Linked DNA regions of Gossypium arboreum: region 2 is linked to region 1. The links are chromatin contacts, called in public Hi-C maps. All regions are on one chromosome and are shown on one strand. Each heading gives the region's core, a stretch centred on a gene start, on an enhancer-like site or on the middle of the called end of the contact. The rest is flanking DNA. Distances are from core to core; before and after follow the strand shown.

Region 1 (3,695 bases), core at 586-3,085:
TAAAGTTCATAATTGTAAAATATCTTTAGCTTCATTTTCAGCTTTCACTCAACTTAGTTTAACTGTAAATGGTAAAGTATTTCATGATTCAAAGGAAGCTTCTCATCAATAACAAGATCAAGGTAACCGCGTATCTCCCGTAACCTCGCATCCAAACCCTTCAAAGCTGTGAGTTTCCCTGTGACCTGTAGAAAAGACTAAGGTATATGTACACACTTTTTCTCATTGTTCAAATAGAGCTTCAATTTTCCACAAAACTAAAAGCTTTAATTACGAAGGTATTTAGATTTGACAATAAAATAAGTTGAGACGGAAGTAAAAAAGAAACCTCAGTTGCAAGTGTACTAATTGTTGTATCCTTTACATCCCTAAGCAAGTGTTCCACTCCTGTTTGCAGGTGAAAAAGGGGTTATCTTAACCACAAGGGTAATATCCTGAAAAGATGACACCAAATTTCATCAAATGGCATACCAATCTCCTCAACTTCGTGAGCAGCAATTTCAGATGGAACATGAACAAAAACCTTTTGACTCTTTTGAGTAGCATTCTGCAACATTACTGCTGTATTAGTTCAAATGCTCACCAAATATGAACAAAAGGTGGCACTCTTTAGAGAAAGGTTATTATAGTTGCAGTCTCATTTAACATCCAAAGGGGTGCCTATCTGCCTCAACAGTTTAAGCCCTTCTGGCTACACACACACACACAGAAGGCGCATCCTAATTGTCCATACCTCCTTGACCTCTTCAACATCATAGTAGGCCTTAGTGGGTATCCCCAACTCCTTAGGTTGGACATCAATAATCACCAAGACAGGATTTGGGACATAGCCGAAACACCAAAAGCAGTCAATCAATGGAATGAACTTCAAAATGACATGAAAAGCTAAATAAGAAATGAAACCCAAAAGAATCATACTTGTGGAATAATCTGTGAATGTCTAGATCATTTTCCCGTAATTTTGGGCCAGTGCTATACCAACCAACAACATGCTCCTTGGCTGCAACAGATCTCATAGGTTCAGAAATCCAGAGAAAGAATATAACTTCCCCTCATCCAAAACAAGAAAGGAGAAATAAATAAGAAATTAAAATTGGCCAAGTTGAGAAAAGAGTTACCATTAATCCTTTTGAACATTGAAAACATTGATTCATGGTAGTTGTGGTCAAGGAACCATATACTCGGGTCCTTCTCATCTTCCTCAAAAGGCACTGAAAATTGAATAATAATAATAATAATAATACGGAAATTTAGGTCATGGAACCTAACAAATTGCCTTAAACCCAAACTCAACAGTCCTTAAAGTAAAACCCTAAAACCCAAAATTTAATCTCAAAAGGAGTAATCTTGCATGGATAAGAAGATAAGATTTCAGAAGACAGCATTACGAAATCAGAAATCAAAACAAAGCAGATCTAGAAGGAATTTCCAAGAAACCAAGGGGGAACCTGCATAGCTGTTGGTGACGTCAACGGTGCCTTTGAAGGAGGTGCCAAGAAGGACTCCGATGACGCGCTTACGGGTGTCTTTGGCGACGCGATTGTAGTTGTCCACGATACTGAGGAGAACCAAAGGGTGGACTATCACCTTCTCAATCGGCCGAGACGATATTTGCTGTGTTTTGATCACGTCCATTTCTATTTTAGTCCTTTTCTCTCTCTGCCTTTTCTTCTTGCTTTGCCTTGCCTGCCTTCTTCTCTAATCTCTACTCTGTATTTCTTGCCGCAAAGGAAACCAAATAAACACCGAATCTTCTGCTTGGTTTGCAAAAACTGGTTTTTCAAAATATTGTGAAAAAAAAAATATGGGTAAACCTTACCAAAAATTACTAAACCATTACTAAATTTACATTTTAGGATATTCAACTTTACAAAATTATTATTAAATTATTTAAAATTTTTATTTAAATCACTAAATTATTTAAAAAATTATTTAAGTCATTAAAATATTTTTAAAAAATTATTTAAATTATTAGATTATTAATTTTTTTTTAAAAAACTTCAAGTAGCGAACTCAAAGCAAAAATTTGATAATCAGTAAGATAGATCAGTATTCATCGATAAGTAGAAGAACATTCCTTAAGTTCAAGTCGATTTGACAGTCAATGTCAAAGATTAAAGAAAAAAACTGTTTAGATTTTGATTCGCATATTGGTGGCATTTAAAGCTATTTCTTGAGAAAAATTGAACTTTAGAAAAATACAAACGGTGCGAATAGAGAAGGCCATATAACAACGATTTTAACAGCCCAGTGACTTAAACGAATACTTTTAAATAGTTGAATGACCATTTCGTAACTGTTGAAGTTGAGTGACAAAATGTAAAAGTACTAATAGTTTAGTAACATTGATGCAATTTACCCAAAAAAAATATAGTTTTTTAGTTTTAAGTGAAAATATCACCCAACTATTTTTTTTGTTATTCAACTATGAAAAATTATAAAATGGTCATTCAACTATTTGATTTTTTTTTGATCACCCAACTATTCAAAATTTACCTTTTTTAATCACCCGTTGTTAAATTATTAACCTAAAGAATACTTGACAACTTCTAAAATTGGTATAATAGCAATTTTAACTCTCAACATTTATATATTGTGCTAATTTAGTCTTAGTTTCAAAAAATTAACTCTCAACATTTACGCATTGTATAATTTTTTTTTTTACAGTTTTACTTTTATTAATGACATTGAAAATTAGTTTTAAATAAATGAGAAAGGATGAAAATTTATTATCTTGAGATTTTCGTGTGTCCATTTTATTATATTTCCAATTAAATTTAGTTGATTTTTAAGATTTTAGTTGATAATTTTTTTTAGACTTTTAGGTGGAAGAGACACAAAGAAAAGGAAAATAGAAAAAAGAAAAGAAAAGAGAAAGACCAAATTATACAATATGTAAACGTTAAGGGTTAACTTTTAGAATCAGAATTAAATTGATATAATGTATAAATGTTGAGGGTTAAAATTGCTATTATATTAATTTTAAAAGCTAACACATCATCTCCCCATCAATCATTTAACGATCGATAACCAAAAAGAAAAAATTGAATAATTAAAAAATTATTTTATAACTTTTTGTAGTTGAGTGACAAAAAAAATTACTAATTATTGAGTGGCTGCAACTGTAATTTAGGCGCTTAAATTATGTAAATACTAATTTTCTATAATAGGATGCACTGCTCATATATATTAAAAATATTATTATTTAAACAATGACATATTATTTAAAATTATTGATGAGAAAATATTTGAAATATATAAAAGAAAACTTATAAAAATATACTTAAGTTTTATTTTAAAATGCTTTTATAAAATTTAGATTTTTTAACATTCTTTTAAAATTATATTTAATGTATATAAAATAAATATAATCTAAACTTAGATGATTAGTAACAATATTTTCAAATATATATAAACAAATAAAGAATTGAATAAGAATAATTCAAATATATTTTAAAGAAACATCTTAGAATTATTTGTCAAATTATTAACTATAATAAAAAACAACATAAATATATTCTATATTTATAAATGTATACCAAATATTAAATGAAATAAATAAAAAAGTGATAATTAAATAAATGAATTCGCAAGTTCTAAATAAAAGAAAAGAAAATATGTTTCCGAAACAGAACTAAATACTTTCGTTTACTTTTTGTCAACAATAAATTTTAAAGAAATCAAAATTATTAATT
Region 2 (3,695 bases), core at 508-3,007, 160 kb after region 1:
AGCAACAGCTTTAATCGGGGAAATAATTTCAGTGAATTTGCTAATACTATAAGTAACGCAACTAATTTTTCGGCCTAGGGCAACGGCTGTCACAACTGGGTCTAAAACTGTTCTATGGTTGCAAACAAAGAGGACTCCACTTTGGCCTTTCTTAGGTGCAGCTGGTGGGGTACCCTTAACAATCAATTTGATTCCTAGGATCATGTAATTGTACCGAGCAATTCTCTCAGGCAAAGGGATGTTGAGATAGACCCTTAGTAGGGAGAGGATGAAGCCAATAGGAAGCCATAGGAAGGTCAAGAGGGCAGCCAATGGGGTTGGTCTTTGGACCAGCCGTCCTTCATGAAATATAACAGAGCTTAGAAGCTTGGTTTTTGGTAATGGCTCGCATTTGCTTCTTGGCACCATGTATCCTTCCTGCACACACACAACACATCAACTTAAGAGCTAGACCATGCATAATTAAAACTAGCTAGCGTCATGTATATGGGGTAGTTTGTTTTATAACAAAAACAGAGTTAAATCGAAGATTAGAATCATTAGTTTCAATATCTATGGCTACAACTACATATTGAACATCACAAGGATAGGATTGGAGTAAAAATGGCCTGAAAATGTGAAAATTAAATTGCATGTTGAAGTTGACAATCTCAGTTTCACGAGTCATTAATCATGGTATAACGAAATTGAAGAGATTAGTAGGGGACCATGTGGACCATTAGAAATTTAAGTTGTAACTATAAAAAGCCAGCAGCTATCTAAAGGCTGAGAAAGACATCAGGAGAAATATCAAACAAAACTTTATGGAGCATAAATACTCTCACCAACCTTTTTGTAAACACATAGTTAATAATTATGTTTGAGGAATCTGTTTTAAGAACCTATACCAATTTAGGAAACAGCTTGAAAAGTTCAATTATTATGACGGTAAAGAAAAGGGAAGGGTTTGTTATGTGATTAAGAACCTTGCATAATGACATGAAATAATGGTCAGTTTCTCTGTCTCCCAGGCCTAAATCTGGTAATTCAGTGCCAAATTCCTTCAAGATGGCAGCCCTTTTGTGTTCTCCGACGAGAACTCCTGGTTTAATTGTAAACCCAGTTGCCCTGCCTGTTTTTGTCACTTGCAGCTCCGTTCCAATAACCTTGTCAGCTCCTAGAAATATCTTGGCAAAAGGTTCCACCATTATTCTAGGATTTGCGGTAATAATGTATCTTTTACCAAAGGAGCTGAAAACTCTCCAAGTCTCGGGGTGAACATCGTCTGTATAAAACTTTGGCAACACAGACCTGGAAACCAGCTCAATGTCTCTTATCTTTAACCCGGCAAAGGAGATGAAAATGAAGGTATTAATGGCGAAAGATTCAGAGATGAACAAGTAGGTAAAATACACGACTGGAACGGATAGTAAGAGAAGCAGTGCTCTTAACAGGCTGCCAGCTTCGAGGGCAATAAGCATGTAGTAAGGGAAAGCACTACGTGACACAAGAAGGGTTCCATCAAAATCAGCAGCCACCGTCTGATTTGATCTTCCCTCGCTGATACATTTCGAAACAGGTTGAAAACAAGGGTGAGCCCCCATGACTATGGGAAGAGCAAAGCAGGAAGAAGAGGGTTAATGGTTTTTTCCCTTTTAGAAATAAAGGAGTGTAAGAGACAATGGCAATGATATTGTTGAAGCGATTCGCTGGCTTTATGTAGCATGAGAAAACCGTGGTCGAGACCAATAGTTTCTCATTGATAAAAAAAAAACGTTATCAATAAATAGAGTAATTAACGTTTACCAACACAAATATATACATGTATTTTACGTATAAACCTGGGCAGTTGTGAAGAGGGGTCGGAGTAGTTGGAGGTGGACACCAACACCATCATTTCATTCAATTAGCCTACTTTTTTAGTTTCCAGGCGCCGGCCACGCCGCTTATTAAAACACCCTCTCTTTTTTTCTCAAGAGTAAAAAGTCCCGATTAATTCGATAAATATCAAGATTTAAGTTTTATCAACAATTTTATTTAATAAATGATATGTAAATATCACTTTTTACTTTTCATTCAATCGACCTCAAAAATAAAATGTATAATGGTACATATTTCTTGGGTATTAGTATTTTACTATAACTTCAACAAGAAGCAGCCAAATTTGTTGTAAATTACTTGTTTTACTTGCGCAGACAAGTCTATAAAAAAAATTCCCAATTGCTTAATCCAAGCGTAAATTCTACCGAAATTAGGTTAGAAAGATAGCCGTCTGTCGTCGAATTTTTGGGTCATATAATATTTAATTCAATGATAAATTATTTGTTGATTTAGCATGAGAGTTTTGTCTAGTGAAAGTGACCAAAAAATAGGTAGCATGTGGCCATTAATCCTTAAAAAAAAAAAAAAAACGGAACCAGGCCTGTAAGGATAAAAGAAAAAGTATACTAATATATAGCTAATTTTGAGTGTAAAACATTGAATTCAAAACGGGTGGGATGAGGGTAATGCAGTTGAACCAGCTGGAGGTAGCTCAAGGGCTTTATATTTTGGCTTCACTTTCCGCAACTTTTGTAGTAGGATGGCAAAATATCCAAAATTATTGGCTTCTGCCTTAATCTTAATAGGCTATTATTATTATTATTATTATTATTATTATTATTTGAATCAGATTCTTGAACGGCTTTATCCCACCCCTCCCGTTATATTAAATAGAATGTCACTTTTTGTATTTTTGTAAATATTTATGCCTAGTTTGCTTATTATAAATTTAAATTTAAATTTTGAAAAATAAATAAAATTCTAGTAAAAATATGACTTTTTAAAATAAATTATTTCTTTCTCTTTGATAAAATTAAGGCACAATAGTGACTAAATATTACTAATTGAATTAATTTATTGCTAATTTATATACTAAAACATGTATAAAAATAATAAAGTATAGTTTTGCAATTAAAAGTTAATTTTTTTTGGGTAATCTATAAAATAGTCACTTTTGTTTGTCCAGGTTACATTTTAGTCACTTATGTTTGAAATGTTACGTTTTAGTCACTTATGTTATTATTTTGTTACGAAGTGATCACTCTACCGTCAAATTCCGTTATCTCTCTAACGGTAATCCTACGTGGCAGTCCAACTAGATTTTAGGTGCCAACTTAGATTTCTAGATGAAAATAGATTTTTAATTAAAAAATTTAATTAATTAAAATTTTTAAACCTAAACCATAACTAAAAAAACTATTCATCTCATCTTTTTTATTTTTCTTTCGTCTCTTCTTTTTTCAATGATTTTTTTTATTTGACTGGAAAAATTATTATTAAGTTTAAAATAGTTGAAATCAAATTGACTGCTTCATAAAGATGGATTCAATGGAAGGTTCAGGCATGTCTTCTTTGCATTCCTGTATCTCTTTTATTCAATACTGAAAAGCAAAAGAATAGTTTTTTTATTGTTTAATAAAAACCCTAAATTAAAATTTTTGAAGGCATTCAAGTGGATTACCAAAAAATCTAAGAAACTGTTTTTTAATTTCAAGAATTTTAATTTAGGGATTTCATTAAACAATAAAAAATTTAATCTTTTGTTTTTCAGTATTGAATAAAAGAGATAGAGGAATGCAAAAAAAAACATACCTGAACCCTCCATTGAATCCATTTTTATGAAGAGGTCAATTTAATTTCAACTATTTTGATCTTAATAATAGTTTTTCTAGTCA

The links. Hi-C and Micro-C count contacts between places; a contact is called where the count stands out from the background.
Region 2: a Hi-C map of leaf shows a contact between it and region 1, with 2.4 times the contacts expected there. The contact joins the promoter of LOC108458344 here to the promoter of LOC108467519 in region 1. A contact is called at or near these places in 2 of 5 Hi-C or Micro-C datasets (both in leaf).

The regions. Positions count from the first base shown.
Region 1 is chr4:109,078,393-109,082,087 of ASM2569848v2, forward strand. It overlaps LOC108467519 (26S proteasome non-ATPase regulatory subunit 7 homolog B-like), which reads right to left and starts at 1,836. Exons shown (of 8, transcript XM_017768161.2): 1 at 1,449-1,836; 2 at 1,119-1,211; 3 at 910-1,000; 4 at 734-878; 5 at 472-547; 6 at 329-387; 7 at 1-185. The coding sequence starts at 1,635. The coding sequence ends at 54.
Region 2 is chr4:109,241,565-109,245,259 of ASM2569848v2, forward strand. LOC108458344 (glycerol-3-phosphate 2-O-acyltransferase 6-like) reads right to left here and starts at 1,758. Exons shown (of 2, transcript XM_017757699.2): 1 at 966-1,758; 2 at 1-417. The coding sequence starts at 1,583.